2 separate regions of the Mus musculus genome follow, and region 2 is linked to region 1. The links are chromatin contacts, called in public Hi-C maps. All regions are on one chromosome and are shown on one strand. The core of a region is the stretch at or near the end of the contact, and the rest is flanking DNA. Distances in the headings are between cores, read along the strand shown. Region 1 overlaps Fam107b (family with sequence similarity 107, member B). Region 2 overlaps Celf2 (CUGBP, Elav-like family member 2).

The links. Hi-C and Micro-C count contacts between places; a contact is called where the count stands out from the background.
Region 2: a contact with region 1 is called in a Hi-C map of CD8 T cells, with 5 times the contacts expected there. The contact joins two enhancer-like sites. A contact is called at or near these places in 2 of 484 Hi-C or Micro-C datasets (CD8 T cells and natural killer cells) and 2 of 115 datasets of contacts at active chromatin or transcription factors (memory CD8 T cells and regulatory T cells).

The regions. Positions count from the first base shown.
Region 1 is chr2:3,729,192-3,734,705 of GRCm38.p6, forward strand. The region is part of intron 1 of Fam107b (family with sequence similarity 107, member B); the gene reads left to right. Among named protein-coding and RNA genes, the nearest start is that of Fam107b, 18 kb to the left of the region's middle. Within about 2 kb of position 2,635, at least 86 of the 459 cell types and tissues checked have an H3K27ac peak or open chromatin away from gene starts, as enhancers often do. A contact at or near this core is called in CD8 T cells, memory CD8 T cells and regulatory T cells, where this site is marked.
Region 2 is chr2:6,704,645-6,710,163 of GRCm38.p6, forward strand. All of the region lies in intron 2 of Celf2 (CUGBP, Elav-like family member 2), which reads right to left. Among named protein-coding and RNA genes, the nearest start is that of Celf2, 180 kb to the right of the region's middle. Within about 2 kb of position 2,852, at least 128 of the 459 cell types and tissues checked have an H3K27ac peak or open chromatin away from gene starts, as enhancers often do. A contact at or near this core is called in CD8 T cells, memory CD8 T cells and regulatory T cells, where this site is marked.

The DNA.
Region 1 (5,514 bases), core at 1,385-3,884:
GACACCTCTCGGCATAAAAGTGTGGGTGGCTGTTAGTTTGGGCTGCTAGATGTTGAGTGTCTTAAGTGACCATCATTCCCTTCTTATTTAGAGGCAGAGAATGCCAGGATGAAGGCACTGTCAGGGTCAGAGTTAGGAAGGGCCTGCATTCAGGTTTATGGATACTTCTTGCTATATCCTGACATGGCAGAGAGGAAAAGTAAAACACTTTTCTTCATCCCTTCTCCAAGGGTGTGAATTCATCACAAGGGCTCGACTCTGCATTTCCTTCACAATGTCCCACTTCCAAATACTATGGCATTTTGGCTTAGGGTTCAAAAGGATAGATTTAGGAGTGACACAAGAGACGATCTGTGGTGTAACCAAAGCGATCAGTGGTTTACACTCCAAGGGAAGGTGGCAAGGTTGGTTCTGAGATACAAGGAGGTGTTCTGCAGAGAAGGGAGGTCTTCAGGGGTCCAGGATGGATGTGGAGGTGAAGGGTTGGGAGTGGGAATGGGAGAAGGAACAGTGTTGGTAGAGGTCAGGAATCTAGCACATAACCAACCAGAACTGGTCACCCAAAGCCAGGAGAGCACTGAAGCTGAGAGGTGACCTTGTCTAGGGTGTTTGCTGTTTCTCACAGGCCTGCTACTTGAGAAGTGTTTGCTGGTTGAGAGTAGCACTATGCTCAAGCAAGTGAGATCCAGGGTCCCGTGTTAGTGGCAGGCGGAGAGCAGGAAAGAAACTAGCACAGGGTCAGTATTTGTCCAGGCTTGAGTGATTAGTCCAGGTATTGTTAGTAACAGCGTCTTTGTGCACTCTTAAAGCAGTGATGTGAATGTAGTTGTTAAATACAGACACCCAGCGTGCATGCACATGGTTGCAGAGAGATACTCATTGCGTGTGTGAGTGAAGATTTGTCCCACAGGGGCTTCTGTGGTGTGTTGACCGTCATTGGAGAGACCTGGTTGTTCTCTTTGCATATTTACTGTTTGAATTCTAAAAGACACTGTGCCTTGTGGTTCCCTGAGCTCTCTTCTCTGGGTTTGTTTTAGATGACTGTCTGTTTGCTCAGCTAATATGGAAACTTGAGTCCAGCATATTGCCATGATATCTGTTATTGTAGCTCTTCTGGATTCTCTTAGGAGACAGTGGTCTTTTCTGGGAGCTCCTAGGAGCTTAGTAAACCCCTTAAGACATAGCTGGCTAGGACTGTATAGAAAAGGAGGCAGGGGAATGCAGAAGAAGAAGGAGAGGACGCTGAGTTCTTTTACTTTCCAGCCTGGTGAGAATTGGTTTGGGAAGCCTTATTTTCCTTGACTTCTGGGAAGGTAGGGGTGAGGGAGTGAGGTCAGCGGGAGGAGTCTGGGGTCCTCAGAGTTGCTTCTTCAGGCAGAAAGTGCCCCAGGCTTATGGTACTTGTGGTGCTTCAAGAGTGAGGTTTTTATTTGAGCCGTTTTATTTGAAGGCTACCATATGTAGATTATTACCATGCCCGAGGTGTCTTTGTTTGTGGTGCAAGGGGATGGAAGACCCTGGGTCCTGAACGCTGTGGGATGGGAAAGCGTTCCCATGGGACATGCCTTTCCCACCGTGGGGTTGTTCCTGTGCTCACTTGATTATGCATTGAGGTTTTCCAGGTCTGGCTAGAAACAGGAATCTGTTGTTCCAATCTTTGAGTCCCCTGTAGGGCTTTCCTGCTTCCTGAAGTTGGGCTCCTGACACTGATGTGGCTGTACTCAGGCGGATGTGGGGTTATCTCCACGGGGGCTGAGTGCGCTTCAGAACGCCCTGTCTAGCTCACTCCCCTCAGCTGGTGCTTGTCGGAAGCTGAGATCTGCAGGAGTAGCTGGGAATTCCTTTATAAGGCGGTGTCTCCTTTTGTGTTTCTATCATTTTTGTTTCACGCATCCTGAGTCCGTTTCCCTAAGGGCCGTGACACCAGCAGGCCTCAGGGAGAAAGCCTCATCGTGCTCTTTGAATGGCATCTCAACCATAGCATCCAAGCTTGGCTCCTAAAAGTGTCCCACAGGGCTGAAATTCAGAAGGTCTTCTTAGCAAGAGATGGACTTGGGTTTCTTTTCCTTCCCTCTGTAGCTGCTTCTAGCTGAACTTTTCCTTTTTCCTCCATCTGCTTGATAACTGCAAGTGAGTCTCCCGTCTCCACCCACCCTATCTTGATGATTTGGGTGGAGTGGTGTGTCCCTTTTTAAAAAACAAAGCAAGACAAAAACAAAACCCTTAAAACACACTAAAACCCAGAAGGGCAGCTGGGGAGTCGGTAGTGTGTGCTCAGAAGGTGCACCCGTATCCTGTTGTCAGAGCTCTGCGGTCTGTCCCGTGGTTCTGCACTGCATGCCCCTTATTAGTAACAGGTAGACGCCCTGCAGTCTGGGGTGCATATATCTGGATCTTAGTGAGACCCCAGCTCTCGTTAGCCAAGGGGTCTATCCTCACTTCTTTTCTCTTTCCAGTGCTTTAAGTTAAGACACGGTGTGAGAGGATGGAATTCCACTGTTTGGGTCCACCTTCTGTGTCTGCAGTTCACCAGGCAAGTAAAGTATCTATCTGCCTGAGTTTGTTTCCTTGCGAGTAGAATAGGAATGGTGCCCTTGAGTGGGTTCACAGCAGTGCAGTCACTTGCCCCATGTGCCCGTGTAGAGAAAGCACTCAGTAAGACAGCTGGCAACATTGCAGGTGCTTGGCACTGAGAGCATGTACCACAAAGCTCTGTTCTTGAACATAGGCTTGCCCGCGTGTTTACTTTCTAGTCATGTCCGAGTGAGCCTTCTGGAAACGTTACATGCATTTATGGGGACAGCACAGCTAAGGCACTTTGAAGCTGAGTGGTGTGTCCAATCGACCCACCCCTCCACATCCAGATTCAATATTCACAGGATAATAACAGTGTTATTAATTTCGAGGACAGAGGTTTATTCTAGTGTCCCACAACCAGAAGAGTCACAAAGGATCCGCCAGCACTAAGCTAGAATTGAAATGGCCAACCTGGACAGACATCTGCTGCAATTGTAAACAGTATGGAACCTTACAGTATGTCTTATACCAAATGGACATCATTTTAAAACACTTGGCTGGTGTGGAAACCTTCAGGGATGCAGGAAGTAGGCGTCCCAGGCACGTCTAGGTGTCTGTATAAGGCTGCATCAAAAGGGATGTCTCTAGACATTTTCTAGAAGAGTTGGTTTCTAGTGGTCTGAGGCTAGACCTGAGGTCTCCACGTATAAGGGTGAGTCCAAGTCTGGTCTTGCTGCTGCTCTGTCCTTGGCCTGGTTTCCACTAATGTCCCTTCTTGTACTTGCCTAGGCCTTTCCTGTTCCCTAGCTACCTCTCTGGAAAGGCCTGCAGAGGCCTTGGTCCCTCTTCACCTGCTTTGTTTCCCGTCCTCAAAGCTTATCAGGTACATTGTAGACAGTGTGTGTGTGCTTGTTATTGCTGGCCCTTCCATCTTGTACGAGCTTGCTCTGTGCACACAGGCATGTGGTGTGTTTGTCCTTAATTTACTGGAGCCTAAGGTGTCCTTCAGCCTGGGGAACCTCCTCTCAGGCTAGCTAAAGTAGCAGGACATGGGCTCTCTAGCTCTTCATCCCTGAGGATGGCTGAATACTCCTCTGTCTCAGTGAGTTTGCAGACGGAAAGGATATTTGGGGAGATTCTGCAGAATACGTTATTTTGAGATCCATCTTGGTCTGAAGTTAAGATTCTGGGAGAAGTGAATTGAAAGCCAGGCATAATCTATGCCTTTGGCCTTTAACAGCTTTTTTAAAAATAGAAATTAGGAAAGTAGCCATGTGTTCATTGTACTTGCATTTGTGTGTGGATGAATGAAGGATATTGTCTGCACTGTTGCTCTTTGTTCTTTAGCTAAGCCATGTGGGAAATGGCTTCTACACCCGTGTGCTAGGAGTTTTTTTCCTTTCCCTAGAGAAAAATTGGATGCTATTTTTTTTTCTTGCAAATGAAAAATATGTAACTTTTTGGTTCTGGACACCAGGAAGCAGGTAATTCAGTTAACTTTCAGACCTGGAAATTACATTATTCCTGACCCACTTTGTGTATTGGATCCTTTGACTTTCTAATTCTACTTTATTTATGTACTTGTATAGCTAACTTAATTTATATGTACAACTCAACATTTATAGTGCCATTAGTTTTCTTGAAAAAATGGCAAAACATTTAAAATAATTTTATGTTCTTACATGGGACACTGAGGATGGTCCTTCTGTCTCTCTCTTTCTTTCTTCCTTTCTTTCTTTCTTTCTTTCTTTCTTTCTTTCTTTCTTTCTTTCTTTCTTTCTTTTCCTTCCTTCCTTCCTTCCTTCCTTCCTTCCTCCCTCCCCTCCCCCCTCCCTCCCTCCTTCCCTCCCTCCCTCCTCCCTCCTTCCCTTCTCTCTCTCTTCCTTTCTTTCTTTCTTTCTTTCTTTCTTTCTTTCTTTCTTTCTTTCTTTCTTCCTTCCTTCCTTCCTTCCTTCCTTTCTCTCTTTCTCTCTTTCTCTCTTTCTCTCTTTCTCTCTTTCTCTCTTTCTCTCTTTCTCTCTTTCTCTCTTTCTCTCTCTCTTTCTCTCTTTCTCTCTCTCTCTCTCTCTCTCTCTCTCTCTCTCTTTCTCTCTCTCTTTCTCTCTCTCTTTCTCTCTCTCTTTCTCTCTCTCTTTCTCTCTCTCTTTCTCTCTCTCTTTCTCTCTCTCTTTCTCTCTTTCTCTCTCTCTTTCTCTCTCTCTTTCTCTCTCTCTTTCTCTCTTCCTTTCTTTCGGTGTAGATGGTATATAAAATGTGTGTATGTCTGTGTGTGCACATGTGTTTATGTGGGCAAATGTGCAGCACAGTGCCCATGTGGAGGTCAGGGAACAACCTTGGGGTTACTTGTTGAAGACAGGCTCCCATTGTCTCTAATGTGTATTCCAGGCTAGCTGGTTTTAGGTTTCAGAGGATTCTCTGCCATCTTGTCGGTGGATCACTGGGACAGACATAAACAGAATAGGGCAGAACTGCAGGTGGGCATAGCCGTCAGAGCCCATTCCTAATGACCTCCTAGCCTCAGCTTTATATGTATGCTAAGGATTCACACTGAACTGAGCCATCTCTCAAGCCCTGCAGCCAAATTTCTTTTGGAGTGAGACCACCTGACCCAGAGCCTTGCCCATGCTGAGTTATATCCCTACTCCTTAATGTTTTGCTATAAGGTATTGAATTAATAATTAGTTAATAAACCCAATGCAGGGTTGCTTCCCACCTCAGTGGTTGATGTTCTGGAACAAAACACACACACACACACACACACACACACACACACACACACACACAGACACACACACACACACACACACACACACACACACACACACACACACACAGCCTTTACATTTTAACATGCCCTAAGCAGAACAATAGCTGCTTAACTGCCTAGCCTCCGTGCTGCTAGACTCTACCTCCCTCAGATAATCCCGAGTTACTACTTACTAGTTTCTGTCTTCCATCTTGGCTGCTCTTAACTCCAATTTGTCAGCCTTCTGGGCC
Region 2 (5,519 bases), core at 1,602-4,101, 3.0 Mb after region 1:
AACCAACAAAGGAAGAAAGCAACTCTGAGGTCTGGAAGAATTCCATTCATCACGCCCTTCGAGGATCTTCTAGGGTCACACCCTAAGGTAAAGCCCATCATCACCTTACAGCTCCAAGCACACACTCACAAAGTGGGGTTTTCACAGCCTCATAAAAATGGTAGATGTGTTGGCACTCAGTGAGCAGAAACTAGAAGTGGGTAGAAACTACGAGGTCATTTTTGTATGTGGTCACCTCCCTTTCACATCAGTCCCTGTCAGAACAGAGTTGTTCTGAGGACTGCAGCATGGTTCTTCACACCAGAGCCAAAGGAAACATCTGTAGGACTGGCAGGGTTTCAGGTGAGCACACTGCTGAGAGGCCCAGATCCTATTGTGGAAGAGATTGAGACTACACACCAAGTTGTTCTTCTTCCTTTTTTCACTTTAAATGTCAAAGTGCTTCACTCTACAGTGACACCCTAAAGTGACTCCCTTACTTTTGTTTTAGTTGAAACAATATCATTTCATGCTCCATAGTGTGCCTACCAGTTGACTCAAACCAGGAATACAATGGATTCTGTATTTCAAATATGAAAAGAAAAAGATGAGCTGCTGGGATAAGATAGGTCTCTCTCTCTCTACAGTAATTGGCTGTGTGAAGGCACTGCATTGAGTTCTAAATGTACTGATGGGTTAAAACAACCACATGGGCATGGTAATGCACATCTGCAGTTTCTTTAGAGGCTAAGTGGGAAGATTCTGAGTTCAAGGCCCTTCTGGGATATAGGACTTTGCCTTAAGAAACAAACAGAAGCAACAAATGAATATAAAAGACAAATAGATAAAATGGCCTCTGAAAGCAAGAAACTGAAAGTTCAATAAAAGTGCACACACAACTGCAGCATAATACAGAACACACGAGGTATCGAGGGAGGCACAACGTGCCCTAGATATTTCTGTGAGAATATGTAATAAGAGTGGAGAGTAGGCCCTTGGCACTATCCAGGCACATAAGCAGTCTTTAAGTATCCATGCTGTAATTACTGCCATGACACTGAGGACTGCTTTTACTGAAAGGCCAAACTGCTTTGAACAAAGGCTGTTCTCATCTAACTTGTACTTCCGCTTCCTCAGCTGAAGAAACAGCTTCTTGGACATAAGGCATCCACGAGTGCTCTAAATTAGGATCTCCTTTACTTAACTGTGTAACAACCCCGTGCGGCTTTGTTGATTAGGAAGCTAAGGCAGGAGAAATCAAGCAGCTTATTCTAGATCATGGAGGGGTTGGAGGTCAGAGACTGAGGGCAGTTACGATCTTACTTCACACACCCTGTTCTCAATCATGACCAGTAACTTTTTCAGTTATACCATCATTCAAGTCCATACCTTTTATGTAAAGTTAGTGTTCTATCTGGTAGGCGAAGGGGAAACAGAAATTAAACCTGGCACAGAGATGTACTGAAGCTAGTAAAGCGCATATGCCCCAGTACCAAAAGTGTCAGTTCAGCAATTTATAAAACGCACTGTCGGTCTGCTCCTTCTGGTCCCAAGTAACTGAGGGTTATAAATGCGTCAATAAATAGAACCACACATAAGAAGCGCCTCAGTTCTGTACATTTTGGAGTGCTAACAGACATCACAGCAGGATTGTGGGTAGAGCAAACATCTTTTTTAAAAAAAAGGTGTGTGTGGACAACTTGGTGACGTCTGTCCTTACCGACCCCTTTCATGTGGGTCCTGGGGATCAAACTCAAATCATCAGCCTTGTCCAACAAGCACACTTAACCAACGAGTCATCTTGCCAGCCCAAGTGAAAACTTCCTTTTTAGCTGTGCTGAGTAGAGGTTAGGTGCAGCCTTCCCTGAAACCTAGTAAGTTCTACTATTAGAAGTCTGGTTTTTAGTGTGTATCTGGCAAGGTAATGCACACATCGAAAATGAACACAGAACAGTACTGATATTCTTTTGTTTGATTTGTACATTACTATTGTTAATATCATTTCTTTGGTCACAGCTTTAAAAAAGAATGTTACAATTCCCCTTTCTATAATACATACATGCATGTGCAAGCACAGACAAACACAAATTCAACTATAAAATGGTACACTCTACTCCAATTTCTAAAAGAGTATTAAAACGCTGTGGACCTAGACCACGCTGTCCTTGTATTTCCAGGCTACCTCACACTGTCTATCACATAGGGATGGCAGTGTAAGCGCACAGATGTACAGAAGCTTGTGCCTGCTTGGTGAGAATAACTAAAAACGGGTAAGCTAGTGCTAAGCCACAAAGTAGAGCTCATTTCATTCAGTCAGTCTTCGGAGAATTTTGAATGTCTCTCTCATTCTAGACACTGATCGAGGCATAGGAGTTTTTGGAATACAAAAGACATTCTTCTAACAAGAAATGTATGAAGATTTATGAAAATAAGTCTTAAAAACTCAAAAAGATTTTCAAAGTGTTCATCGAGCTTTGATTTTTAACAGTATAATATTATATGACTCTTTTTATTTGAAAAAAAAAATGCCAGGAACAAAAAAGATGGAGGCTAAGCTGCCTTTTGAACTTCATATACACTATTAAGGTTAAATCAAGGTCACAAGAAACACACATGGTTTAGGTAAAAGAAGCAAGAACATTAAAAATTACTCTGAAAGATGTGTTAGATTTTAAGACTAGATCAGCAATTTTCCTGGGATTATAAACTCTGTTCAAACATACCACTTAATCTTTGTTTCAGGTTCCTGTTCTATAAAAGAGGGTCCATTTTCCTGAGGGGGGGAGGGGGAGTGGTTGAGGGCAAAGGAGGATGCAGTGTGGTTTAACGGTTTCCTGACTTTAAAGTCCTCTCAAAGCACAGTGTTTTCATTGCAGACATGTGATGGAGAGTCGGTAGCACAGGACTGTTGCTAGGGCAGCTCACCACAGTTCTATTCACTCTCATGCAGCTCCTTGGCTGATGCATGGTGAAGGAAGCCAGAGCCAGTATCTCTTCCTTATCTCCCAAGCATCCCAGTCCTGAGGATGTGTGGCAGGTCCACACACTAGTGATGAGCTTGGTTAGACAACCACATTCTGCCATGGCACTGAGCTTGGTTAGACAACTAGGTTCTGCCATGGCACTCCCCTTTTGTTTCTTAAATGATCTCAAACTTATTGGCCTTGGGACTTAACTCTAAAGTCTGGCATGTCTGGCTTAAAAGCAGTGCTTCCAAACACAGATTAAAGCACAATTAGATAAAGACTAAAACCTAAAAGAAGCAATTTTTAAATGTGGTATATTTACTCATTACCCTTTCTTAAGTCTTTTTCTACCTTCACTCAGATTAGAGCAAAGTCTTGGCTTCCAGAAGCATTTTCTCTGAAGAGTCATAGGCTTGTGGAAAGACTGTGTTTTCCACTTCTCGAGTTGAACAACTCACACTGGACTCACAAAACAGCTAAGGCCTGTCACCATCTGGCAGCTGTATGATGGCCTGTGTAAAATGAACTGCTAGTCACAGTTGAGCTCCCGTTTGACAGATGTCCACTTCACAAAGAGAGTAACACACTCAGCAGCCTGGTTGGCGAGGAGTGGGGACTGGGCCTGGAAATGGCACTTACTTTTCTCTGCCTAACTGGGTTGCTTAGTAAAAGACCAAGTGACACTGCAGTAGGACAGAGGGCACGCAGCAGGTAATGTGGCAAGAGCTCCCAGTCAAAGTTTACCTTCTCCCAGGAACCCTGTGCTGCTGTTTGTTTGTTTATTACTTGTTTTAATCAGGCTGTGTGAATTGAGCTACACATGGTTGCCCTCTAAGGCCACTGTTAAAACACATCAGCTTCCCTCAGGATCGATGGAGATTGTAACTGCCCACAAACCTCTCCTCCCCTTTCATTACAGTATGGGGGAAATGTTTTGGAAACAGCAGGAGCTAAAAGATCTCCTTATCCTGTCCTGGGTTAATCAGTATCATCACCAAAGTGAACAAGTTACTTAAGGAGTCGGAAAGAGAAAGGACAAAATGGCCCTTCACTATAAAATGTAATTCCTTATTGAGTATTTTACAAAAGACTTTAAAATATATACAAATAAACAAACCCCCCAAAGTCCAGTTTTGTTTTGTCCCACTGAAGCATGTTGCTCAGTGTCAACACTGAAGCTGGATGCTCCCTGTCTCTATTAGGAGCAGGGAGAAGGACAATGTGCCTGGAGGGCAGCAGTGGTGTGCACAATGTAGTTGTTCTTTCACTGGTTACTCTCAATGCAGTCAAGCATGTGGGTTATATTTTCTTTTAAATAAACCCATATTCTGTTGCTAAACATTCTCACAGACATAAAGAAAACAAATACCAAACTAAGCTGATTTAAAGAAGAACCTTCAAAAGTCCTGTGGAAAGTGAGAATGATTAGCCATATTCACTTTCTTATGCAGCCATGCTCATGTACACGTGTGTGTGTGTGTGTGTGTGTGTGAAATATGGCAACAGGACCAATTCCGAATTACTAGCATTTATCATAATATTTTCCTAGTAAACACAATTTAAATCTTTCTGGAAGGGATACATGTATTAGATAATATATGTTTTAGAGAAATGTATCTATCAAAACTGTTAACACATTTACTTCCTTTTCAGTGTTGTGGTTCCTGTAAGAATTTTCTTCCCCCAAAACGAGGTCTCTGAAAACAGTGTTGGTTCTGGGTAGGGAGAAGGGGCTAAGAAACAAACTAGCCTCTCAGTGAGATGACTTCTCATTACTGACATAGTTCTTAGAGATTCCTGCCACCCAAGTCAGTGAACCTCCTCTACTGCAGAGAACACAGATGTAAAACCAACTGCTGTCTTCAAAAGTAGACAATAGCTGGCAGCAAGAGAGGTGTGCAACAGCTAACCAAGTAACTGGCATAAGCAACGAAACGTGGTTCAGAAGGAACGTGTTGCTGAGAGTTCAGTTGTAATGTCAATTTTGAACAAACCATAAAGTCAGCATGTAAATGATAAAAATTTAAACCTGAAAATCCTCAGAAAATATTAAATAATATTAAACAGTCCAATATGTAGAGGGATGTAGCCTAAGATCTATGCTACTAACAGGATGCCCAAGGGAAACAGGGCTAAAATAAACGGGCATGCCATTATCTTAAAGGGGTCTGCCATCTTGAATGTCAAGAGCACTGGGATCAGGAATTTGGAACACTAACTTAAGCTTGGGATTTAATGAGCTCCTCCAGAGGCTCTGATTCCGAGTAACCAACCGTGTTGCCACCTTCTCAAGAGATCACTGACATATCCGACTATTCTCATCCCTTGACTCATTCTACCACAATCTTCTAAGTATTAAGAATACTTACCTCAACTGTGTCTATTTTCTAGGTACATAATTAAAACACTCAAGATTTTCCTACCCAAAAGATCCAGAATGAACATTTCATAGCTTATCCAGCTTACAAAGCCAGGTATTAGTCATTTTGCTTTCCTCTCACTGCTTTCTTCTACTCTTTCTCCTTTTTACTACTCCTTATCGAGTTCCTAATGTGTGCTAAGTTCTCCACTGAG